3 separate regions of the Sus scrofa genome follow, and regions 1 and 3 are each linked to region 2. A link is a contact called in public HiChIP or PLAC-seq data. All regions are on one chromosome and are shown on one strand. Each heading gives the region's core, a stretch centred on a gene start, on an enhancer-like site or on the middle of the called end of the contact. The rest is flanking DNA. Distances are from core to core; before and after follow the strand shown.

Evidence for each region. HiChIP or PLAC-seq counts read pairs in DNA pulled down with a chosen protein or histone mark.
Region 1: an H3K27ac HiChIP or PLAC-seq map of alveolar macrophages shows a contact between it and region 2. The contact joins two enhancer-like sites. A contact is called at or near these places in 1 of 47 Hi-C or Micro-C datasets (epiblast stem cells) and 1 of 2 datasets of contacts at active chromatin or transcription factors (alveolar macrophages).
Region 3: a contact with region 2 is called in an H3K27ac HiChIP or PLAC-seq map of alveolar macrophages. The contact joins two enhancer-like sites. A contact is called at or near these places in 2 of 47 Hi-C or Micro-C datasets (embryonic fibroblasts and epiblast stem cells) and 1 of 2 datasets of contacts at active chromatin or transcription factors (alveolar macrophages).

Annotation. Positions count from the first base shown.
Region 1 is chr9:27,237,889-27,242,381 of Sscrofa11.1, forward strand. It overlaps SESN3 (sestrin-3), which reads right to left. Exons shown (of 10, transcript XM_003129758.5): 2 at 368-433. Among named protein-coding and RNA genes, the nearest start is that of SESN3, 39 kb to the right of the region's middle. Within about 2 kb of position 1,498, at least 9 of the 83 cell types and tissues checked have an H3K27ac peak or open chromatin away from gene starts, as enhancers often do. A contact at or near this core is called in alveolar macrophages, where this site is marked.
Region 2 is chr9:27,715,729-27,720,079 of Sscrofa11.1, forward strand. No RefSeq gene overlaps it. Among named protein-coding and RNA genes, the nearest start is that of CEP57, 95 kb to the right of the region's middle. Within about 2 kb of position 1,668, at least 3 of the 83 cell types and tissues checked have an H3K27ac peak or open chromatin away from gene starts, as enhancers often do. A contact at or near this core is called in alveolar macrophages, where this site is marked.
Region 3 is chr9:27,357,290-27,361,622 of Sscrofa11.1, forward strand. The region is part of intron 1 of LOC110255418 (a long non-coding RNA gene); the gene reads left to right. Among named protein-coding and RNA genes, the nearest start is that of MIR7143, 53 kb to the left of the region's middle. Within about 2 kb of position 3,077, at least 10 of the 83 cell types and tissues checked have an H3K27ac peak or open chromatin away from gene starts, as enhancers often do. A contact at or near this core is called in alveolar macrophages, where this site is marked.

The sequences.
Region 1 (4,493 bases), core at 248-2,747, 480 kb before region 2:
CATTTCAAAATGTCTTTTCTTAACATTTATGTGACTAATAATCACCACGAAACACTGGCCATTTTAAAACCTTAAACCTTAGGTTAATATTAAGTTTTATTACTGTTAGCAAAGCAATCAAATACGGTATTTTAAATTTTACATTTTTCTAACCTTCTAGTACAGCCTAACTCTAAAATAAGAAGGCAGATTATCACACACACAATCTTGTAAGTGAAAGTTGAAAATACCTCTGTGGTTTTCCGACATATAAATAAGAAATAAGAGTACATCACATGTTTACTTCCACATTAAAAAAGATATTCTTTGACACGATTAATTTTTTTTTTTAATCACACTTTGTGTGTATTAAGACAGATACACTTACTTCCTTCTCTGGAATAAAGGCACTTGGTCCTCTTGTCAAGGGCTGAGATACTCTGATTCTTTTATCCTGTTTTTAAAAGGAAAGTTTTAAGCATTAATGATAACTTAATGATAACTTTCCAAGGAAAGTTAAATTGGTGCAAATTTACTGTGAAGATACTAAAGTAAATAGAATAAATAAATAGAATTACGTAAAATCATAGCAAGTTTTGGGTCTCAGATCCAAAAACAACAACAACAAAAACCCAGAGGGACACTGTATGAGCAAAATAATGGGACAGACATGCTCCTACCACAGTACAGGGTACACAGTAAACTCCTCAAACATCATTTCCCTCGTACTCTACAGCACCAGAGGCTTTTAGTCCATATTTGACATGACTGGAAACCATCCACCTCCATAATAAAATCATATCTAATATGAGTAGACTTAGACCTCAATTTGAAAACTAAAGGAAAGGTTAGATTCTAAGAGGATTACATGCAACTCCCCAAAGCAATGCTCTGACTTGTGTTTTTCTTTCTGAATAAAAGAGGAATAAGCATATCTAATGTAAAGTTTTCAGGCTTTGAGTTAAGAAAAATGTAAAACTTGGAGAAGCAGAGGTTAATTTGAGAAATGGAGACTTTAACCAGGTTTATTGTTCCGCTTGCTATCCTACGTAGTCTTAACAATTGCTTAATTGATGTTTTTCATTTTTTTGTTAAACTATTTTAGTTGAAAAATATTTTGGTGTCCTCATTTAAGCCGGACTATCGTATAAGCCAAGAAAACTCTCATCAGGGACTAACTTCGTTCTCTGGAGGTAGGGTGAAGAGGAGGAATAGTCAGAGGGAGGCTCTGATGCTTTGAAATCCTTCTTAGCCAGGAGAAGACATAGGAGAAATGACTTAATTTTGTTACAATAAGAGTAATAGTCTAAAGTTCTAAATAGGAGCCCTCCAAAGCCATAGATGAAAATAGGGACTATATCATGGTTTATAAATATTATAAAAACTGAGTGGAAACTGAAACATGGAACAGATGTCTGCTGAAAAAGCGTTAATATTAAGTTCGCCACCAAGCCCTCCTCAGGAAACTGCTAAAATGAGGAAGTAGCTCTAGGTGGTTTCTTATCCAAGAAGGGCAATGTCAATTTCACATTACGTCCTGGCCACGGTCGACTGGACCAATCAACACCAAAGCTGTGTGAGTGCCTCGATGAAAAAGTTCTACCCAAAGCAAGTTGAGGGTAAAGATTGTAGAGTCCTAGAGTTTTGGAAAGGAAGGTGATCTGATAGAGAAGAGACACAACACGGCAGAGGCAGAGAGGAAACAATGAAACAGCAGCAGAGTAGACATCAGCAGATACCTGCTTCTACAGGAAAACCACTCGAGTGTCTAAGGATTCACAAGAGAAAGCAACTCTTCTTTTTCCTCTTTCTGTCCCTCCCCCCTCTCTTCTTCCTTCTCTTTTTCTGCACAAGGTAACCTGAATCTTTTTTTTTGTTGTTGTTGTTCCTTATAATCCAAGAACCTGCCAAACACAAAACAATTATTTAAATCCCTTATTTCAGTAGGAAGCAGCCAGGCATCCGACGATACTGCGACAGACTCTGAGGATACAGGGTGAGCCAAACAGATATGGTCCCTGCCCTCCTGAGCTTGCCACATAGTCTTTATCAATTCTCAGGGTTCTACTAAAATAAAAATTTTACCTAATCATCATGTTAAACTGCTAATGTTTTAGAGAGACTGAGGCATCGAGGTTGTATTTGTGAAGTGATGATAAAAAGATCTCAATCTCCCAGTTAGCATATCAGAGGATTCCACGTAAAAAGGAGTAATTCAGAATTTCTAATATCGGTATTTCTTGCCTACATTAACCGTCACCTAGATTTACCCAGAAAAAAGATTTAAAAGGAAATAGAGTTCTTCCCTTTGCTAGCCTCTGTAAGTTACAGAAAATAGAATTTCAAATACTCTATATAATACCACCTCATGTGCCAATATGTGAAAAGCAATTTCCTTGACAATTGATCTTTTCAAATAAACAAAGCAGTTAGAGGAACTGACTGTGAGAACACATCACAGATTTGAGGAGAAAAATGTCAATAGGGAGACAAATAGAGATAAATTTATACTTATTTAAAAAAACCACAAACTTCAGAGAAAATATATAGGGAGGAAAATAAACTAGAAGTATACAAGGGACTTTGGAGATAGAGAATGATTTATTACAAATATGATTTATTTATAAAAACCACTGATACATTTATCAAATAAATTTACCTTTATAGGCCTGAAATAGTTATTCTGCCTACCGAAGTATTTTCTAGAACCAAAGAGGTTTAAATCAAAAATAGGTTTTCATCACAAATGGAACTGCACACTAATGCTCTTAAAGGGATATAATATCTATTAATTTTAACCAATTGATGAGAAGCAACGGACACTGGATTTAATCTGTGTCTATATTCAATTGTTCATTTATTCAGGAAATAGTCATGGAGCATTTACAATGTGCTGGGGACAGGAGGGACACAAATAAGGAGTAGACTGGCAGAAATGTATTAACTAACGACATCATATGATATAGTCCAAAGCAGGTGCATCTAAAAGTGATATGGAAATATATCACTTTAGCAGTTAGCATTTACTTAGTCATTTTCTATGAGTTATATACAGTTTCCACTATTATAAATAATGCTTTGATGAATATCTTATGCTCCTTATCCCGGGGGAATATTCTGTGGTACTTAGGATAGTTTCTTTTTTTTTTTTTCCGTTCTTTTTTTGGCCTCACTTGTGGCATATGTAAGTTCCCAGGCCAGGGACTGACTCCAAGCTGCAGCTGCGACCTACATCACAGCTGCAGCAATGCTGGATCCTTAACTCACTGCACTGGGCCAGGGATAAAGCCCACAGCAGCACAGAGACAATGCTGGGTCATTAACCCACTGTACCACAGCAGGAACTCCTAGGACAGTTTCTTTAGGAAGATTCCCAGGTGTAGATTTCCTTGGGTTTAGGTTATAGATATATTTAAAGTTCTTGTTGCACAGTACTGATATATTTTTACCAATTTTATTTTCAACAGCTGAGAAAATGTTCACATAACCCACTAACTCAAAAGTGAAAAACATCATTCAAAAGTGTTTGAAAACTTAATTGCATACTTATAGAGGTAATATTTCTTAAACAGAGTTGTGGATCAGAACTGAGTTTTTAATAATGCAATTCTGGGAGTGACGTGGTCCTTGGACCTGAGCCGGAACAAACAAACAAAAAACAACTCCCCACACAAAGCAAAACAAAATGGAAAGATACTGCAAGAGCCCAGGGAAAGGTGATGTGGCCTCACCTACGAGAGCTGTTCATCCACTGAAGAGAAGCGAAAACTAACATCATTTTTAAGTTTTACCACTACCTTTATTTCTTGTTTATATTTTTTTAATGGCATCACTACTGATATGATCAGCCTACTTCTTGCTTCTGTAAAAGGAGCATCTTTTCTGGTAAGGACTCTACTATTGTCTCAGTTGACTGCTTTGTATATTTACATGAAGGTGAAAAATTTTTTTCATGATCAAGGCAACTTATAAATTATACTTAAAACTCAAAGTTTATTCCCCGCCTCTGAAATGTTTTTAAAATTCATAAAATAAGACATAGAAAAAACCGGAGAGCACCATATCCAAAAGACACCCTTTACAACGATTAGTTGGAGTTGTGGTTTCCTGTAATACCTTGTAATACTTTCCCTCAGCCTTTATTTCAAATCCAAAATGCCCAAGGACTGGGCTCCTACTTTATTTATGCCCAATTAATTTTTCTGAAGTCTCTAAACTTGGGTCACCTTATATGGTAGCCATCAGCCGTATGTGGCTAAATTTAAATTAATTAAACCTAAATAAAGTTAAAAATCTAGTTGCTCATTCAAACTGGCCACATTTCAAGTATCCAATAGCCAATGTACAGGCCTGTGCAGACAGCTCCATCACAGAAATGCTGTTTAAGACAATATGCGATTTTTTTTTTTTTCTTTCTCAGCCGCATCCATGGCATATGGAAGTTCCCAGGTCAGGGACTGAATCCAAGGTGCAGCTGTGACCCATGCCACAGCTACAGCAATGCTGGATCCTTA
Region 2 (4,351 bases), core at 418-2,917:
CCATAGCAAACCTGTATTAATGTAAGCCAGAGTTTGCTGAAAATGAAAGTATTTCTGAAGTTCAGTAGTTTGCCTTATCATTTTCAGGAGCAAAAATTGGAAGGGTCCAACATATAATTTTGTTACTAGCTCTAGATAGAGAAATTTAGGGTTAAAACTTAAGAGAAGTTAGTATCCACCTGAGCAGTGGGAAGGGGGTAGAAAGAACCTCTGGGAGTTCCCATTGTGGCTCAGTGGGTTAAGAACCCAACTAGTATCCATGAGAATGTGGGTTCAATCCCTGGCCTCACTTAGTAGGTTGAGGATCCTGTGTCACCACAAGTTTCAGGTAGGTTGCAAATGCGACTTGCAGCTCTGCTTCAACCCCTAGCCTGGGAATTTCCATATGCCATAGGTGTGGCCTAAAAAGCAAAAAAGAAAGAAAGAAAGAGAGAGAGAGAGAGAGAGAGAGAGAAAGAGAGAGAAAGAAAGAAAGAAAGAAAGAAAGAAAGAAAGAAAGAAAGAAAGAAAGAAAGAAAGGAAGAAAGGAAGAAAGAAAGAAAGAAAAGAAAGAAAAGAAAGAAAGAAAGAAGTTCTCACTTGAGGGACAGGGGTCAGACAGGGAGATCTAAAGGAGAACAGATGTTGGGGAGGATGATCATGGCTCCCTGAGTATATCTTTAGAACAGGGGCCACATATGTGTGGAGAGAGAGGATTTTGTGGTGAGTTTGCCACAAACCCCTAGACACACTGAGGGAGAAATTTAGGGCATCTATCCTCACGCTCTGTTTTACCTATGTTGTCCAACTGGCCTTGGAGCAGCAAAGCAACAGAGAGTAGAGGAGACATCTGCAGAGATGGGCCTGGTACAGGGTACCTAGCTCTCCCTTGGTGCTTATATGATGTGGAAGGAATCCAAAAGCTCCAGGATGTCCATGGAATGTGGACCCTACGTGTTGGCTATGAACTTGCTAGAGGCAAAGACAGGACAAGCAGGAGATGACATGGAGTCAGTGGGAATCTGAAGCACTAGCAAGAACCAGCATGGTGCCTGACTGGCAGAAGGTGATGGCTGAGCTCTTTGGGAGCCATCACCTTGCATCGCCCATCTTGGAAGAAGAGACCCTGAGTTGGAACAGTCAGATGCTCGATAGCAACTCTAATGTACAGGGAGGCTGCCTCCCAGACATGAGGGGAGATGAGCTTAACCAGAGAGCCAGAAGGAAGCAAAGGAGGACAGCACAGAAATCACTCACCTCTTCCTAGACACATTAGTTCATACAATCATTCCCCTGTTCAGCCCCCAACTCCCTTGAAAAGGGAGGTTAGAACATTTGCAGGGTCTAATTATCCAAAAGAGACAGAATTACCTTGCAATGAGCAAGTTTAAAATTTTCCAACCTTCCAGAAACAAGAACTCCAGAGCAAGAGAAAATCAGTGACCATAAAATTGGAAAGTGTATACTTTGGCGCATCTGAGCTGTAAGTTATCATATCTGACCCCTCTGTACTATGGTTGAGCACACATAGTGCTATGGGAACCTAGGAGATAAGTTTTTTCAGACTTTGGAATTCAAAAAAGCTTCCCAGAAGAGTGACATTTAAGGTGAATCTTGAAGGGCAAGCAGGAATTACCCAGATATGAGGAAGCAGAAGTGTATTTCAGGAAGTGCAAAAAAAAAAAAAAAAAAAACCGCATGAGTCAGGGTAATCGGGTAAAATTAAGTACAGCACGTTCAAGGAAAGCAAAGCTGTCTGAGCTTAGGAGCAAAGGGAAATCAGGGCTCTACGAGTGGTGGTGGAGGTCGTGACCTGCAAGGACATTGGAGTGGTTGGGTATCGACATACAACATGTGCCTGCTCTTCAAGGTCACTGTGTGACCTAGAGCACGCCCCCTGAGGAGGCGACCACCCTTTCTTTCTAGGATGTTCACGCAAGGCTTGCTTCTGTCTGTAAGCCTGGAGCACCAGGTTTCTACGTCCCCAGGGGGGTGCCTTCTCAATTTTGCACAAAGGCATCTGGTAAATGAGCGGGATCCTTTCAATAGGGTCAGATTACAGAAGACTATGCAAGGTACTTTAAGGAATCCAGACTTCGTGGAAGAACAGCAAGGAGCCACTGAAGGTTTTTGGACAGCGGTGTGACATGTCAAAAGAAATTATTCCACAGCAGCTGTATGCAGGGTAGATTGGAGCCAAGAGACTCAGGAAGTTACTGCAGTTGTCCAGGCATGAAGCGAAAAGAGAGATTGGAGATTCGATGGTATCCATGGTAACAGAGGGAAAGATATGGAAATTATTTTGAAGGCATGAACAACAGGACTTGATTACTGATTGGATATGAGTATATGGAAGAGGCGGCAATAATAATGACTCAGGGGTTTTGAGCTTAGGAAGCTATGAGAATAAATCTGAAATGGAGATGCTAAACAGGAAGGCTGCTTTGAGAGGGAAGACAGAGAGTTTGGTTTAAGGTGTGTTGAATTTCACATAGTGATGGAATGTGTCATAGAAATGCTCTCCATACATTTAAAATGGCAAGACTAGGGAGTTCTCTTGTGGCACAGTGGGTTAAGGATCCGGCATTGGCACTGCACTGGCTCTGGTCACTGCTGTGGCACAGGTTCCATCCCAGGCCTGGGAACTTGCACATGCCACGAATGTGGCCAAGAAGTAAAAATTAAAATTAAAAGGCCACGGCTAGGGCATACTTCCTTTTATTTTCTCCTTCTTCTGCTTCTCCTTCTTGTTGTTTTTATTCCTGTTCTTGTTCTTCTTATTCTTGTTCTTCTTGTTTCTCTTCTTCTACTATTTTGTTCACTCTCCACGATTTTGAGTGCATCTGAGGCTTTTTTTCTGAAGGCTTTTGGGAATAAATTTACCAAAATTTTACCCCCCAAATCCCTCACTTTTAGTAAACTGTGAAGAAGTTTGTCATTATCATCACCATCAACTTTGTCTTCAAGTTAACACAAAGCACTATTCCACACCTATTTGTGTTTGTCACTTTTGTAGACCCAGCTTACAATAACAGATGCCTTGCCCTTGAGATAGTTCCACACTACGAAAGCCTGTATTTATAGGATCCATACATAGAGAACACAAGAATAGGATAATAATTATTGTGCAATACATATATAAGATTAAAAGTAGTATTTACACACTACAGGAGGAATTAAGGGAAGAAAAAAGTCACTGGGCTAGGTAAGACCAGGTAGGAACCTGATAGGGAGATAAAAAAGAAAACTGGCTGGAATGTCTTTTCTGGGCAAGGCTAATGTAAGTCATGATCTGCTTAGGAAAGGAAGATGGATTGAGGATGTTGCTTAGGTGATGTAATTATTATTTTCACTATCTAGAGCTTAACACTTTATACCCATTATCTCCCCCTCTCCCTGGATTCTAGGACTGGTACAAACCATGACTCTCTTTCACAGGAAGCTGGGCCTCAAACTCAACAAATTTCCAGTACAGCAGTTCAAACCACTTTAATGATGACAAGAAAGACCACAGTATTTCACGAGGAAATGCAGCTACTTTCTTAAAAAAAATCAGACCTTACACACCCAGCAACATTGCTGTTGAGAGTAGCCTCTTTGGTGAGCTCTCCTTCTCTGCCTTTTACAGCCTAAGGTCCTTCCGCATGAAGATGCAGCAGTGGGCTGCTCATCCCTCCCCACTGGAACCGCGTACCCCCTTCGCTCAGTCGTCTCTGTTTGCTTCTGCTGTTGTTTCTTGTTTGGAGCCATTCTCTGGATCAATAGGAAAATATCTACCTGCCTTATCTTCTCCACCAACTTAGAGAAGAGGGTCAGCTTTGAGTAAAAAAGAAATCGGAGGAAGTGGCATATTTTCTCCCGTGTTTCTCCACTGTATTTGTCTCCCCTATAGTTCAACATTGTGAGTCAAAATGTGGGCTCACAGTCAGGTTGACTTGGTTCATGTTTTTGGTCCACCAGTGGGCAAGCTGTTTAACTTTTGTGCCAGTGCTTCCCTCACAATTAAAGAGATTTAACAAAGCCAAGGATGGCTGCTGAGAAGATTAAGAAGCTCAATTAAGATGGTACCTTACAGGCACAGGCACCTTTCACAGTGGGTGCTGGTGCAGTCTGCATTCCCACCTTTAGAAAATTCTGGACTAATTTAAGTTTCTCTGTAAGTTGTAGCTGTCAAAAATCACCTCTTACTTACATAACATGTTTTCTTCAAGTTTCCCTTAAATTGTTCCCTCTACTAAATAGAGGGACTTTTTAAAAGAAGTATCTTTATCTTTTGTAGCTACTTCAATATATGAAAGCTTGATTTCTCTGCTACCCACACAGTTTCCTCTGGGGCTTTAGCCTTACCAGCATTCTGACTCACTGCTTTACT
Region 3 (4,333 bases), core at 1,827-4,326, 360 kb before region 2:
GGGCACAGAAGAGGAAAGATGGCCCAGTGCTGGCCCGTGAGAATTCTAAAGCCTGGAACTTGGGTACGAGGACAGAGGTACGCTTTCTTTTTTTTTTTTTTTTTTTTTTTGTCTTTTTGCTATTTCTTGGCCGCTCCTCGCATATGGAGTTCCCAGCTAGGGTCTAATCGAGCTGTAGCCACTGGCCTACGCCAGAGCCACAGCAACGCGGATCCGAGCCGCGTCTGCAACCTACACCACAGCTCACGCAACGCTGATCCTAACCCACTGAGCAAGGCAGGACCGAACCGCACCTCATGGTCTAGTCTGGTCGCTAACCACTGCGCCCACGGAATTCAAGGTACCGCTTTCTGAGTGACAGAATTATTGAATTACCAGGAGTGCATTTAGCTTCTGGGAACCTCCCTGACGGGGATGCACTAGCACTGCATGTCTATCCCCACTCCCATGACCAGGCAGGCATCTCTTTCCTGGCTAATCACCAAGACCTCTACTTTCAGTCAAGAGTCCATAAATTTAAGAGGGTCAGTGGCAAGCCATGTCCTTTCACCTTCAACCTTACCTAGTACAAGTATTTTTCACTATATATTAAATAGTGAGACTAATAATATAATATTATTATAAATATGGCTATTATTGCTCTGGGCTAGCTCTTTGGCTCAAGGTTTTCTGATCTATCCCAACTCAGCTGAGAGGGATAGAGCCCTTTTTACACATTTGGGTGGAAGCTGGGTCTTTTCTCAAGGGTAATAGGTGTAGATGAGCTTTTTTATCTCACTCTCCTCTTGGGCAGGAAGAATGACTACTTTGCGCCGTGTGGACCTCAGGGACCTGGCCTACATAGGTCTCAGGGTTTCATCTGTGACAATACAACATAACCAGCTTCTTCTAGAGCTATAGCCTCAGTTCCCACTCATTGGTGGTGTCCACTGTCTAACACTGGGGAGAAAAGCCGCACCAACTGGACATAGAATGCACAAGACCTGGCCTTGGGGCCTTGTACATTCGACTTAGGAAGGTTTTGGCCATAATATATATAAAACCAAAGTGAAAAAGTGATAAAATGTTTGCTCACATAGTTTCTTACTTGGCTAGTGTGGACTGCAGCTATAGTATGACCCCAGGTTGGATAACATCACCAAAGACCTAGGATGTTTCCTTCTCTCCATTCTGCCACTTTGATGTTGGCTTTATCTTCAGACTAGTGACAAAATGGCTGCTGCAGGCCCAGCCATCACTTCTGCGCCAGAAACGACCAGGGGAAGAAGAATGAATTTCCTTTTTTTCCATTTCTCTCTTTGAGAAACAGGGAAACTTTCCCAGAAGCCTCCTCAGAGATCTTACCCTTACAGCTCACTGGTCAGAAGAGGGTCTCATGCCTCTTCCTAAATAAAGCCTTGCCAGATGCAATGGAGTTACCGTGGTTGGTTTATAGACAAACCAGAGTCATTGTCTGGAGATGGGATTGGCATCAGCTTCCCCTGAAATACATGGCTGTTTGAAAGAGGATGGATGCCTGAATCCAAACTCATTTCTGTTTGGAAGGAGGAAGAAAAGTAGAGGGTGGTCTTGGATGGGCAACCAAGAGTGTTCTCAACAGCCCACCATGCTGCTCCCATAAGGCCAGCATTATCTGGACCACTAGTCAGGGGAAGCCACTCACCCTCCATCTCTCCATGCACATCCCCACCCTGAGGCACCACATCTGATGCATTTGTGCCATGCCAACTGGAGGCCTGCTGCTTCTCCTTCCTTCCTTCCTCTCTCTCTCTCTTTCTCTCTCTCTCAACAGTAGTTATAATCTTACTCTGTACTTAGGAAAGAACTTTCTTCCAACCCACTCTGGGCACTTTTACAGACTTGATGACCTCTGCCCAGAGGATAATTAACTTCCATGTATGGAAGTGGTGTGAGTGTCACGAGGCAGCCCCAAAGGCCCAATCAGAAGGTAGAACAGAGGCTTTGCCTGGGTCCTCCGACAGGAGTTTCAGGCCTGGGAAGGCTGAGGCTCTCCATGGAGGACTGTGGGTGCAGAGGTGCCGTCTGTGGACAAAGGCTTCGTTTGTGCTGACTGGAATTTCTGGAAAAAGTTAACTCCTCAGCAGTCTTGGAGAGGTGTGCAGTGATTACACAGAGGCAGAGTGGATTAGAAAGGCTGAGATCAGTTATTGTCTGTCTTGGCCTCATTCCAGTTTATATTCTTACCTTCAGGTAAAACCACAGGTGGCCATTGGATTCTTCCAAGGAACATTCTGTCCCTTTGCTATGCTGGCCGCCATGCTGGGTATTGGATACACAGCCTTGAGCAAGACACTGTTTCTGACCTCAGAGAGCTCACAGATTGCTGGGGAGAAAACTACAAGAACTGGCAATTACAAATAGAGTGGGATCAGTGCTTTGGTCCCCCTCTGTTGGGTGGGTGCTGGGCTTCCTGGAAAAACTGCTGTTTAATCTGAGACTTTGGGAAGAAGAAAGAATCAAATATCACCTATTTCCAAGAAAGACCATGTCTCAAGTTTCTTAAAGTTTAAGGGGCATTCATTCCACAGAAGGATAGTTTTAAATCACTTGGGGGAAAAAAAAAAAAAAACCACACACACCATAGATAGATAAGATTGGGAGATGATAAATTAAGCAGTCTGCAGAACTCTGCAGAGCTTTAAATAAATGAACTGATAACCATGAATCTCTGGATGTGGCGTGTACATTTCCCAATTATATTTGACCACAACATTCTTTTCCCCCCACCTCTCCCAGATGAGTGACTTTAATGCTGAGAACTTAGAACACGGGAACTGAGCTGAGACGGAAGATAGGGGTGATGGTGGGTCAGAGGGAGCATCACAGTTCTGCTCTAGGAGGTTCTGGGGCAAGCATTTGCTATAATAGCTGTGTTTATTTGATGGCCCTATTTACACTGTAGAGTGGACACTGTGATCCACCCAAATAATTGAACTCAGCTAAGTATAGTAAAAATATTCTTCTCATAGTGCATAATTTAGCAATGTGCATGTGGCCCCCATTTTCTGGCCAATGGGATGAGAGGGGAAGTGTGCTAAGTGCTTGCTTTTGGGGGAAAGGTTTCCTGCTCTAAGAAAGAGAAAAGAGGAAGAAGAGACGGCTGTTCTTCCTCTGGGCATATTCTCGCTGAACATGGCAGCTGGAACGGGAGAGACATCTTGCCACCAGCCTGAGGAAGAAACAAATACCTAAATGGCAGAGTAGCAGCTGAAGCAACCGAGGTCTTTGATGACAATGTATACCTTCTGATTAACTACATCTGGGGCCTACCCATTTATTGACTTCACTTTGACTTCTTATTATGTAAGAATGCATTTCCTTATCTTTAAACCAGTTTGAGTCAGACTTCTCTGCTGTTTGCAGTCCGAAGCAGCCCGGCTAATGAACTTTCTTCCTTTAATCTCCTTAGGAACATTTTCCACTGGCCTTTGGAGTCATGTCCTTGGTCAAGGCTCATGATTTGGATTCTCAGGTCGCAGGAGGAGTTGTCCTGGACCCAAGGGTCTGAGGCAGCAGGAGGTATAGTGGATGCATAAAGCTGGACCAAGACTCCACTGGTTCAGGCAAATGGGGACTTTTGTGAGTGGACATTCTCCCAAGGCCAAGTTGAAGCATTTGCTTGAGGAGCTGCCAGTGGGCCTCCTGCAGACACCAACCAAGCAGCTCAAACTCAGGGAGTCAGGGCAGGAAGAAAAGAGGTTTGCTCTGCTGACTGATCTGGAAAAGGTTTGAATTATCCTGCAGGGTTCCTGCTGTGCCCCTGCCCATCCTCCTTCTGCTGTCTCCTGGGTTACGTGGGCAGGACTTGGCTGCTTTGACCACTCTTACCCCACCCCCTTCCTTTTGCCTTCAGTAACATCTTCTGCCCTTTGGGGGTTCCATTCCTTTGATATCATTTTTGGGGAATGGCTTGAATTTATTTTTATCCATATTCAAAGCCATTTAAAAACAATAAAGATCTTTTGACCTGATTTTGTTGGTAATTATATGCATTAAATTTTCTTAACTCATCTTAACCATTTTTAAGTGTAGAGTTCAGGAGTGTTTAGCATGTGCTCTTTGTTGTCAAACAAATTGCCTGAACTTTTCATCTTCTTGGGTGAGGGTTAATTTTACATGTCAAGGTCGGCGGGGGGGGGGGCCCTGAGGCACCCAAACTCAGCACTATTTCTGGGTGTGTCTGTGAGGGTGTTTCTGATGAGATTAGAATTTGCAATGGTGAACTCAGTAAAGTAGACGTTCCTCCCCCATGTGGGTGGACACCATCTTTTGAGAGCATGGATAGAACACAAAGCAGAGAAAGGAATGACAG